Regions from separate parts of the Mus musculus genome. Here region 2 is linked to region 1. A link is a contact called in public Hi-C data. All regions are on one chromosome and are shown on one strand. Each heading gives the region's core, a stretch centred on a gene start, on an enhancer-like site or on the middle of the called end of the contact. The rest is flanking DNA. Distances are from core to core; before and after follow the strand shown. Region 1 overlaps Sh3bp5 (SH3-domain binding protein 5 (BTK-associated)). Region 2 overlaps Hacl1 (2-hydroxyacyl-CoA lyase 1).

Evidence for each region. A called contact is a pair of places that touch in the nucleus more often than the background predicts.
Region 2: a Hi-C map of bone marrow-derived macrophages shows a contact between it and region 1, with 3 times the contacts expected there. The contact joins two enhancer-like sites. A contact is called at or near these places in 1 of 39 promoter capture datasets (the C10 cell line), 2 of 15 datasets of contacts at CTCF or cohesin (large pre-B cells and pro-B cells), 51 of 484 Hi-C or Micro-C datasets (the AML12 cell line, B cells, the Ba/F3 cell line and 36 more), 3 of 115 datasets of contacts at active chromatin or transcription factors (CD8 T cells, bone marrow-derived dendritic cells and large pre-B cells) and 3 of 9 other capture datasets (adipose tissue, embryonic stem cells and liver).

Annotation. Positions count from the first base shown.
Region 1 is chr14:31,372,219-31,378,202 of GRCm38.p6, reverse strand. Sh3bp5 (SH3-domain binding protein 5 (BTK-associated)) reads left to right here. Exons shown (of 9, transcript NM_011894.3): 7 at 593-812; 8 at 2,339-2,599; 9 at 3,002-5,589. The coding sequence ends at 3,219. Among named protein-coding and RNA genes, the nearest start is that of Capn7, 39 kb to the right of the region's middle. Within about 2 kb of position 1,697, at least 11 of the 459 cell types and tissues checked have an H3K27ac peak or open chromatin away from gene starts, as enhancers often do. A contact at or near this core is called in bone marrow-derived macrophages, where this site is marked.
Region 2 is chr14:31,605,424-31,611,091 of GRCm38.p6, reverse strand. Hacl1 (2-hydroxyacyl-CoA lyase 1) reads left to right here. Exons shown (of 17, transcript NM_019975.3): 16 at 804-990; 17 at 3,049-3,866. The coding sequence ends at 3,081. Among named protein-coding and RNA genes, the nearest start is that of Colq, 31 kb to the right of the region's middle. Within about 2 kb of position 2,216, at least 2 of the 459 cell types and tissues checked have an H3K27ac peak or open chromatin away from gene starts, as enhancers often do. A contact at or near this core is called in bone marrow-derived macrophages, where this site is marked.

The DNA of each region.
Region 1 (5,984 bases), core at 448-2,947:
GGTACTAGGCCTTAAATGTCCTGCTGTGAGGGGAGAATGGAGAAACATAGTTCTAGACTTCAGTTCTCAACATGGTCTTGGGTGTTGCGTGTTGTCCAGCGCTATCAGCATTTGCGCGCTCTCAACTGCTTGTTGTATTGTGCCAGCCTTTATTAGGTCTCAGTGTGAGTGCCCAAGACAAGCTGCCCTAAGAACATTCTGGTAGAGTACCCAGGCTCCCCACCCTATGTCAGAACCTATCTGCATTGTAAATGACCCTACAAGTGATTCAGATATGGGCCAGGAACTTCTATCAGGAACCAAGTGAGGAGGCTGCAGGACTTAATGTGTCTACCATTCCTCCCATGAGGGCTGCATTCTATTAGTGACCATCTGCATATTCTCGTCTGTCTTATGGCCTGGTGTGGAGATGAAAGAGATGCTCTTCACATTGAATGGGGAGCCATGAGTGAAAGTCACTGGATCCTTCTCTAGTCAATTATCTTGGGTGTGTCAAGAAGTTCTTTTGTGTTGTAATCATGTGTCACCCCCTCCATCAGTGGGGACATCCAGGGCCACGTTGGCTTACCAAGTCCCCCATCTTCCAATTCAGCAACTGAAGAAGACGGTGGATGACCTTCAGGCCAAGCTGGCCCTGGCAAAGGGCGAGTACAAGGCAGCCCTGAAGAGCCTGGAGAGGATCTCAGATGAGATACACGAGCGGCGGCGTTCCAATGCCATGGGGCCCCGGGGCTGTGGCGTGGGGGCAGAGGGCAGCATCGCCTCAGTGGAGAACCTGCCTGTAAGCAAACCTGAGCCTGACGCCATTTCTGGTAAGTCTGACCAGCAGGGATCAGTGTGTGTGATCTGCTTTCTTTGCCCATCACAGATGAATGTGAGCGCTGGGCAGCCTACAGGCTGTTTTGGTGGTTTCTCATGTATTGTGGGACGCTGTGCTCATTTGATTGCTACTGAGTATTAGCGTTCTGTGGTCCAGTAAGATTGGGAAATGTTCTACCTCTCCCCGTCTCAGGCAGTCTAAGTACACAGGAGAGCATTCAAGCCTTTAAGGAGTTCTGAGGAAAGGTGTAATAGGGACTTGGGATCCAGATTTGATTCAGTTCCCATTTCACCAATGATGGGGGACAGAGGGGCCTTGATGTGTTTGCTGTGTCAGCTGCATGAGGGTCTACTCTGCTACACAGGGTGCTGAGGAGATACCTGGCAGCTCTCCCTAGGGTCTGAGCACACGGGTCTCCTCTGCTCAGGGATATCCTGTGCAGAAATGATAGGATTGACCTAGCTTCCGTTAATCAAGAAAACTACTGACAAGAACACTACCTCATAGCTCTCCCTTTCCTGTGTGCTTAGGCTTCCTCCTCAGCAACTCTTTTTTTTTCTTTTCCTTATTACTATTATTTAAGAAAAATAATTTGTATCTTTCCCACATGAATCTATGTATACCACATAATTGCCTGCTATCAGAAGAGGACACTGGGTCTTGTGGAATTAGTTATTAGCTGCCATGTAAGTGCTGGAAATCAATCCTGGGTCCTCTAGAAGAGCATCTCTGGCCCCACCAAGTGTTAAAGGCCATCAACAAATGCTGAATTGCCAGTTTGAAGGGAAATGAAACTAAAATGTAACCAATGCCTATGTACTGAGTTACTTTACATATTACCTCATTAATCCTGTGCACAGAGCATCCCGAAGCTGGGCAGTCAAGTGACTTACAAGGCCACACAGTCAGCAGTGGCGTTAGGATATGAGTTCAGATCTGGACCCATTTCCTAGCACAGCACTTGTATCAATCCACTCTGGAACGCTAGGCCATGTTTAAACAGTCACAGGCACAATGGGAACTGGGAAGGATCTTAAAAGTGATAGTGCAGGCTGAAGAGGCTTTGAAAACAAGAATGGCCTGTCTCTGAGCCTCGGTTATTCTGTCCACAAACTCAGAGTCAGTTAGAGTACTGGAAAGGAGCACTGTACTTTGTAGCGTGTCTGTTGAGATCAGAAGTTATCAGACATCCCACCCCGGCCTGCCCCTCCTTCCAGCAGCTCTTGCTGCTTCCGTCTTCCTTCTGCCTAGTATAGGCTACATTACAAAGGGCTAGTCTGAATTTACCTTCCCCTTTCCTTCGGCGCTGGGGATGGAACTCAGGCCTTTGTATATGCTGGACAAGCCGCTTCCTTTCAAACTGTTCTGGAGGCTGGTCAGACAGGTTCAGGTGCGATGCAGGTCCTGCAGACTCCATGTTGTGTGAGCATGTCCAGCAGAGAGCATGTCTGCAGGCATTTAAGGGACTGGGCTACTACCTGGCAGATCCCATGTGATTGATGTCCTCTCTCATCACAGTGGCATCAGAAGCCTTTGAAGATGACAACTGCAGCAACTTGGTGTCTGAAGATGACTCGGAAACCCAGTCTGTGTCCAGCTTTAGTTCGGGACCGACGAGTCCGTCTGAAATGCCTGATCAGTTCCCTGCAGTGGCAAGGCCTGGCAGTCTGGATCTGCCTAGCCCTGTGTCCCTGTCAGAATTTGGGATGATGTTCCCAATACTGGGTCCTCGAAGTGAATGCAGTGGGGCCTCCTCCCCTGAATGTGAGGTTGAACGAGGTAGGTTGCAGCTCAACTTGTGCACTGTCCATACCTTTGCCAGGTCTCAGGGGCCCTGAGAACATACAGTGGGATGGATCACTCAGATTACTTTCAAGGGCACTTCTACAGTCCTGGCCAACTTCAACCAAGCAGAACTTAGGTCCCATGTCTCCCCTAAGAACAATCCTCTCGGCAAGTTCCTGTTGGAGAGGTTCGCTTCCTAGCTACAAAATGACAATGGTACATCTCATCTCTAAAGAACAGATTAGTGAGTGCATGTAGTGTGCCACCCAGTGCTGGAGAACCTCTGAGATGTATGGTGGACAGCAGGAATGGCAGAGGGCTCAGGTGGCCGATGCTGGTGCCTATGGAACTCTTGAAACTGACCACCCCCATTTGGCAATCTTTGTATCTCTGCAGGAGACAGAGCAGAAGGGGCCGAGAATAAAATGAGTGACAAAGCCAACAACAACCGTGTTCTCGGCAGCACCAACGGTGGCAGTGGCAGGAGCAGGAGCCAAAGCAGCACGTCCCTTGAGAGCCAGGCCTTGGAAACCCGGATGAAGCAGCTCTCCCTACAGTGCTCAAAAGGAAGAGATGGAATTATTGCTGACATAAAAATGGTGCAGATTGGCTGATCCACCCAAGGGCTATGGCCTATGTGCAGATCATATTTATACATGAAATTCAAGAACATTGTGCCAATAATCATTTAACATAAGCCAAATAGTATGCATTTACTCTAAACTGCACTAACCAAGTTTCAGTGACCTTGAGGGCTAAACATTTTCCCTCTGGTAAGAGCTCTTGGGCTGGTGTGCTTTTCAGAGCAGAGCCATTGCAGGTAAACCGTGACCAGGGAGGGTCACGGTCTTTGCAGAGCATTCCCTGTAGCGGCAGCGTGGAAGCAATAACTAGTTTCTGAGAAAGAACCTGCAGGGCCAGGAGGAGAGCTGGACACTTAGCCAGACTGGGGTCACCAGCCTTCATCTCTATCCCCACTTCCTCTTCTTCTTGGGGAAACAGATGTTCTCTCCATTACATCACAGGGCACCAAGATAATTTTAAAAATCACACACACACACACACACAAACTCAAGTGTTCAGAACACACTGCTGTAACTACAGTGCAGGAACACAGTTCCTCATCACCACCACTGGTGCTCGCTCAGAGGGGCTTTCAGAAGCGTGTCTTCTGGGAAACCTGTTGAACCATTTCCTAGGAAAGCTACCAGGAACTGCACTTTTTAGGGGTGGGGACGGTGAATGCCAATGTGGGGACGTAGATATCATAGAGGGGATGTGTGGCTGGGGGCAGTTTGTAGCCTGAGCTTAGCCTGCTAGCCAAGGGGCTTTATTCTAAGAGAAGTGCATGTGAGGAATGGTTGGCATTGCTCTTATCTAGATTGACAAGGAGTTCATTTCTCTGTAGACTGTAACTCCTACAATACCTGAGATTATTTAAGGTTTATGCTGCACCTAGTATTCCTTAGAGGAAGCTGTCCTTAAAGCTAGGAGGGAATGGGCATGGTTGGTAAATAGAAGCAATGGATCTGTTATGCTAATAGTAGTGTATAGACTTAGTGTTTATGGTTATGCATATTTAGAGCACTGTATTTTATTTGTCCTGTTTTATTAATCTACCATTTCTGAAAGAAAAAAAAAAAGAAAACAACTCCCCATTTACAACTATTAATTTTAGCCATGTGTGTATAGCTCTTCATACACTAGTGGTTTCTTTTTTATTGATGGACACAGTATCCTTATTACAAGGTTATTTTGTACTTGTTTTATTACCTTGGGTGTAATAAAAGCCGAGAAGACTTTGTGACTTCCGATGAGAAAGTCCACTGTTGTCTGTCTTCTCCTCTTGCCTTGGTTGTTGGGGCATCTGCTCTCCTTTTCAGGTAAGGTGATGATGGAGCCTGGAAATTTTAGCTCACACACCAAGGTCTGGATTAGAATTCCCACTTTTGCTGTTACAAAGGTGAGCACTGAGAAGAGACAGGCGGGCAGTTCCAGGTGACAGTCCCGAGAAGAGAAGCTTTTAGTTTCACTGGTCAGCATAGTCTTAGGGGCAGGGGGACATACTGTTAAATGGTCTCATCTACTCAGTCTGATTTAATTTGTGGCACTAAGGTACTTTTTCTAATGGAAATCTGAGAGTAGCTGTCTTCAGACAAACCAGAAGAGAGCATCAGATTCCATTACAGATGGCTGTGAGCCACCATGTGGTTGCTGGGAATTGAACTCAGGACCTTTGGAAGAGCAGTCAGTGCTCTTAACCATTGACCATCTCTCCAGCCCCCAGTAGTGGACTTTATAATGTATATGCCACACACTGAAATGTGCTGTGGGATTAAGTGCCAAGTGATCATAAGTGCTTTGCCTGTTAAATTCCATCTCAGAGTTGGTGGGAGTCCCTTTCAATTGCTCTGTTCTGGCAGTGAGGCGCTGCTCATTCCCCCTTCCTGTCAACATTTCTGAGGTAAAGTTGTGTAGTTTGTCTATTTCTGGCAGAGACTAGAAGACAGAATATTCTCGTGTTGGGAAGTTTAGTGCTATATCCCTTCTGTGGGCACAGGCGTTTCACAGTATGCCTTCCTGCTTTGGTTCCCCTCACCCTGTCTCCCACAGCAGGAAGTCAGAAACCTTCGACCCTGCTTCATGGTCACTTCCTCGCCTGTCTCCCTTCACGCTTCTAGGTTAGAGCAGTGCCACTCTTGTCATCTCAGCCTCCTCTGCCATGTTGGGGACTCACTCTCACACCTGTCCTTCTCCATGTCTCTCAAGTTACCATTTCTGAAATTTAGCCAATTTCAGTTTTTGACCCTCCAGCTCTCATGTATTTTTTGAGGTGACCACAATAACTGAACCATGTACTACTAATTCTAGAATATTGATAATTTCCTTTACCTTGTGTGTGGGGTGAGGGTGGGGGATAAGGGGAGTTTCTTCTTTAAGTCTGAGCATCTATGCGTATATTGAAATTAGATACCTGAACCACCTTCCTCTCTCTAGCTATTTCTCATTTTAAAATCTGTTCCACAATGGTGCTTCTGATTCAATAGAGTCACATTCCTACTACCAATTCCAGCCTGCTGTCCCCACATAGAAAGCAGCTGGACCACTAAATCAGGGCAGCCCCGGGTAAAAGCTTTTGAACCTAAAGCAAGATCGTTCAGGCTTGTTTCCCCTGTCGTAAAAAGCAATAATAAAGCCAATGAGAAGATTAAAAAGAATATGCAAGGTAAATAAGTTCATAGTAAAAAATAACTCCTAGCTATTTCTCTATTCTGTATTTATGGCATTCTTGAAAGTATGTGTTGAGCCTTACCTATATCCAAGAGTCACCACTTTATATATAGGTCTTCTCTGCTGGGTTTTGTTTGTTTGTGGTGTG
Region 2 (5,668 bases), core at 967-3,466, 230 kb before region 1:
CAAGTTCGGGTCATGGAACCAAAGCCTTCGCAAAGCTGAAACTCCTTCAAAAAGTTGAGACAGTTAATGACTGCAAAGTTAAAGACTTTCACATTGAAGGGTATACTCACATCCAACAGTTACAATGCAGATGGCTGTTTAAAGTGCTGTCCTAAAGTTGTTGGGTATTGTCTTTAAGGCTAGAGTCCAGTGGCCAACTGATTGTTGGTTTGGTTTGGTTTGGTTTGGTTTGGTTGGTTGGTTTTGCTCTAAAGATGAAAAGAACTATATTTAAAAAAAAAATCTATGAGGGCCGGGCATAGTGGCGCACGCCTTTAATCCTAGCACTTGGGAGACAGAGGCAGGCGTATTTCTGAGTTCTAGGCCAGTCTGGTCTACAGAGTGAGTTCCAGGACAGCCAGGGCTACACAGAGAAACCCTGTCCCAAAAAACCAAAAAACAAAAAACAAAAAAAAAGAATGGTGGTACCTGCCCTCACTAGCCGGGCAGTAAACTGTCGGTTATTGTTGCATTGACTGTTGAGGCTATTGTCACTGGCTGATAGAGCTGCAGTTTCTTTAGTAATAAGAGGCCTGGAGTTCAGCTAGCTCACCCAAGGTGCCTGAAACTCCTGAGGTGGAGCAGAGGAAGGATGGGAACCAGGACATTTGTGTTACGTACTGCTGCTAGACAGAGCTGTGCTGGAAAAAGAAAAAGTATGCCTCGTGGGTCAGCTTCAATTTTTTGCAGATAATCTTGGGAGATTCTTTGTTTCTAGAAGCTTAAAGATTTTTAATTTTGCCGTCTTACAACTTGCTTTTCAGTGTCCCTCCAATGTGCCTCTTGCCAAACTCGCATTATGAGCAGGTCATGACTGCATTTGGAGGCAAAGGGTATTTTGTACGAACACCAGAAGAGCTCCAACACTCGCTGAGGCAGGCTCTGCAAGACACAAGTAAACCCTGCCTTCTCAACATTATGATTGAGCCACAAAGTACGCGCAAGGCCCAGGTAGGTTCCGTTGCTAAACAGAGGACAAGAATGTATATTCTCTCAGGACTCCTTCCTGAAAGGCGAGCCCACCACAGTCCAGAGTTCCGCCTAAGTCTGTGTCTGAGTTTGGCAGCTTTGTTTGCTTATTCAACTAAATATTTGTTGAGATGTTGCTATGTGTGTTGTTTTGAGTAAGGGGTAAGCAAACCTAGGCTGTCCTCATCCCACAGAGCTTACAGTAGCAGGGGACGTGGACAGTAGGCTACCTCACAACTCCGTGCTACATGACAGAGCACGGTGACCAGCTATAAGTGAAGAAACACATTGTTGTTATAGGAAATCTCATTGGTAGTAGTGCTTGAACTGCAATCAGTGATGACTTAGCAGAGATGGGGTGGAAAGGGGTCCAGGGCTCTGTGTCAAGAGGCAGCCGGCCAGTTGGAGGAGCTGTAGGAAAACCAAGTACAGTGAGCACTGTGTAGATGAATCTGCAGCCAGTGGTGTGTGCAGCCAGTGGTGTGTGCAGCCAGTGGTGAGTGCAGCCAGTGGTGTGTGCAGCCAGTGGTGAGTGCAGCCAGTGGTGAGTGCAGCCAGTGGTGAGTGCAGCCAGTGGTGAGTGCAGCCAGTGGTGAGTGCAGCCAGTGGTGAGTGCAGCCAGTGATATGTGCAGCCAGTGGTGAGTGCAGCCAGTGGTGAGTGCAGCCAGTGGTGAGTGCAGCCAGTGGTGTGTGCAGCCAGTGGTGAGTGCAGCCAGTGGTGAGTGCAGCCAGTGGTGTGTGCAGCCAGTGGTGTGTGCAGCCAATGGATCTATGCAATTGCAGTCAACTTAGTCCCTGTAACCTCTAATGGGTATTGATGCAGTAGCCACAGTAGTGAGATAAATGTCAAAGTGTGCCATGTGATGTCGCCTTCCATCTTAGAGTACGCTGATTTTCATTTTTAATCTGTGTACTGTGGACCTTCTGCCTGCTTGTGCTTACATACCTGTCTTCCATGAGTCTACTCTTCAGAGCGGAAATCTACTCAATTATTCGTCCCCGCCCCAGCATGTGTGTATATATGTGGTCTATGAGCACGTGTGTTCACATATGTGGGTGAACATGTGTGCAGTGAGTACGTAAGCCAGAAGCTGAAATCAGATGTCTGCCTCAATTGTCTTTCACTTTCTCATTTACTGAGCCAGGATCTCTTCCTAAACCCAGAACTCACCCCAGAGGGAACCTCAACTTCCCCTCCCAAGCTCTGAGGTCACATGTGTTTATATTGGGGTGCCAGGAGTCTGAACCCCAATCCTTATGCTTGCCAGCAAGCACTTTGTCCACAAAGCCATCTTTCTAGTCCCTCTCTCTTGGTTCTTATGAGCAGATACTTGAGCAATCAATAAAATATACAGCAACGAATTTGGAAACTGTCAGATATATAGAATTCTGCTGAGAGTCTGCTTGTGTACAGGCAGACATGGGAGACCTCGGAATTTACATGAGAGCAGAGAAAAGATGCTCAGCATAGCACCTGCCAGCCATGCAGACAGACAGAGTAGGTCGGGAGGGAACGAGCGGTGGCATTGGCAGGGATCCTCCCAGTCCCTTAAATATCTGCTTCAACATCTGATCTACAGCTTCCTATGAACTGCATTTGCATATTTTGGAGAAGTAGAAATTATCACTGCCATTTGTAATTCTGTAGGATTATCCCTATATGAAATACTTTAACATTTTTTATCTTTGTTCCAATGGGATTCTAACATAGTTTCATCTCCAAGCTGTTATTCTTTTATTGAATGTTTGTCTGTCAGTGTTCACCATTGAGTCACAGTGGCTGGCTGCTTCCCGCTTTCTGCAGGAATATCTAAGTCTCTCTAGTAACCTGCGTCTGGGCCTAGTGGGGAAGGCAGTCTTAGTGAACTGGTCTCACTAATTACTTTTCAGCTCTTTTTGACTAGACCAAACACAAACCTTCTTTCACCACCATTGTATAGTTCTTCTATATATTGTATAGTCCTTAAAGTGATTACAGTGAGGATACAGTGTAATGTGGCCATTGCTTCTGCCTCAATGCTGTCTTTTTTTCCTCTAGGATTTTCACTGGCTCACCCGTTCTAACATGTGAATAAACTACTTGATGGTTATGAGGAATTTTCTCTTTCCCGCAAGGTAGAATTTACTTTTCATAGCAAAATTACCATAGTGCTAAAATTGTATTTAAAAATACACTTTAAATTGTATTTTATAGTAAAGAAATTGACTAAAGCCAGACATTTGTTATAACTTTGGTTTTGTTTTGTTTTTTATTGTGCATTGATGTTCTGCGTGCGTATATTCAAGTGTGAGTGTGTCAGATCCCCTGGAACTGAAGTTACAGACAGTGGTGAGCTGCCATGCAGGAAATTGAACCCGGGTTCTCTTAAAGAGCAGACAACGCTCTTAACCACTAAGCCCCCATGATTTTGGATCTAAAGGCTTGTGGTATGTGGTAAAGGCTTGGTCAGAAGCTCCTGGCACTTTGGACGGTGGAGTGAGGTCACTGGGGACTAGCTCCCAGCGTGATGCCACTCCTCAAGCCCACATCCCCTGGGCTGAGCAAGCCCTTTCATGAGCCCCTGTCATGATGGACAAAAGGGCGAAGTGACCATGGACTGGCACGTCCACCACTGAGCGAGGGCTGCAGAGACGACTCCACAGTTAAGAGCACAAACTACTCTTGCAGAAGATGTGAGTTTGGTTCTTAGCAACAGTGAGTGATTCACAACTGCCTGTAATTGCAACTCCAGGGACTGGGGGGGGGGGGAGGGATTTAATGCCTTCAGCTTCCTTTGGCTACATTCTCATGCGTACACCTGCACACAGTTGCAAATATACACACAATTTAAAATAAAATGAAGCTTAAAGGCTATTAACCAAAATAAATATTTCTTCCTTTTAAATTGATTTTCCCCAGTACTTTGTCAAGGAATGGAGATTGACTAACAGTATCCTACCACATAAATAGCCAAATACCAGCATTGGAGAAAGACATAAAAGCTGTATAAATGATGCAGCATCCAGCATCCCGAGAGCACCTCTCTGCCGCAGAGTGTAAACTCAGTCTATTCTGTATTTTATTTTTGAAGACTTGGGTCTAATCTCAGTTGTTGTGGAACTTGCCCTATATATACTTGAATGTTTTTCCTGGAAAGGACTCACTGATCCAGAGAAGTCACACCACCTCCATACTAACCCCTGTAGATTAGCTACTTCGTGTAGGCATACCACACTGAGACCCAGGAAGTCATCCATGGTTTATTATCATGTGTTGTGTAAGAAAATTTTGGTCATTGACAGGCCACACAATGATAGTGTTGCCTTACAATTATAAGGGAGCTAAAAAGTTTCCCTCACCAGCTTGAGTTACACTGAGAGCTCAAGGTGAGCTGAGCTGCTTATGGAGAGACTGTCCCCCAAAAAAAAATAAAAAATAAAAAAGTGAGGCTGGAGATTTGGCTCAAGTAGGTCACTTGTCTTGAACACTCCAAGCCTGAGTTTAATATCCTTAGCACCACCAATAAATAGAGAAATAAATAATTGAAGAGAAAGAAATCAGGCAAATGATTTAGAGTGTAAAAGCGCTCTTGCAGAGCCTGATCTCTTAAAACCTACAGAAATGTAGATAAGGGGGAACCAAGACTACAAAGTTGACCTCTGAACTCTACACTTTGGCTGTAGCACACACCCACACCCACATATGTGCATGCACTCACACACAAGTAAAAGTTTTTAAAGACAGAGTTGTGGCATAAGGTTGTGCACCCAAACTGGGTTTACACAACTATGGGAAAACGACAAGCAATATTGCTTGGAACTTCAGGATTTTAACCCGGGTTTCACTTAATGCAACATAGTAATGGAAGTATTTTTATGTCGTTTTTGTCTCCTGGGAAATATTAAAAGTGAGTCAGGTAGTGGTGGCATATGATTTTAATCCTAGCACTCAGGATGCAGATAGCCAGATCTTTGTGAGTTCAAGGCCAGCCTGGTCTACAGAGCAAGTTCCAGGACAGCCAGAGCTATACAGAAGAACCCTGTCTCGGAAAACAAAACAAAACAAAACAACAACAACAAAAAAACAAAGATAGATAGATCAATCAATCAATAAATGCCCAACAACAACAAAAAGAAAATATTGAAAGTGTTTTTGCAGTTGCTGGGAATTGAATCTAAGGCTTTGTACATGCTAAGCAAAGAGTCTTATTTTTTTAACCTATCTTTCTAGCTAAAAGTAAACATTTTTAAAAAATCAGAACTGTATTTTAAGATATTAGAATAGGAGGCTGGAGAGATGGCTCAGAGGTAATTTCTCCCAGTTGAGTTCCCAGCCCCCACATAGAGGCTCACAACTGCCTCTAACTCCAGTTCAGGGGATCCACTGCCCTCTGCTGGCCTTCCAGGAACCAGGCATACCCATTGTACACATAGATAAACGCAGGCACTCAATCATAACAACAAAGACGACGACGACGACGACTAGAACTAAAATATTAGAAGTGGATGTACCTGTTATTTTTGCATTTTTTTCATGAATCAGAGCACAAGGCTTTATATCAAAATTCAGCATATAAACATTACACTAGATTTGTCTGCATTGGCTGAGTTGTAGCATAAGAGACCACCTCTGTGTGGGAAGTTTCTAGCTCTAGATGAGAACCCGGAAGAGTTTTGCA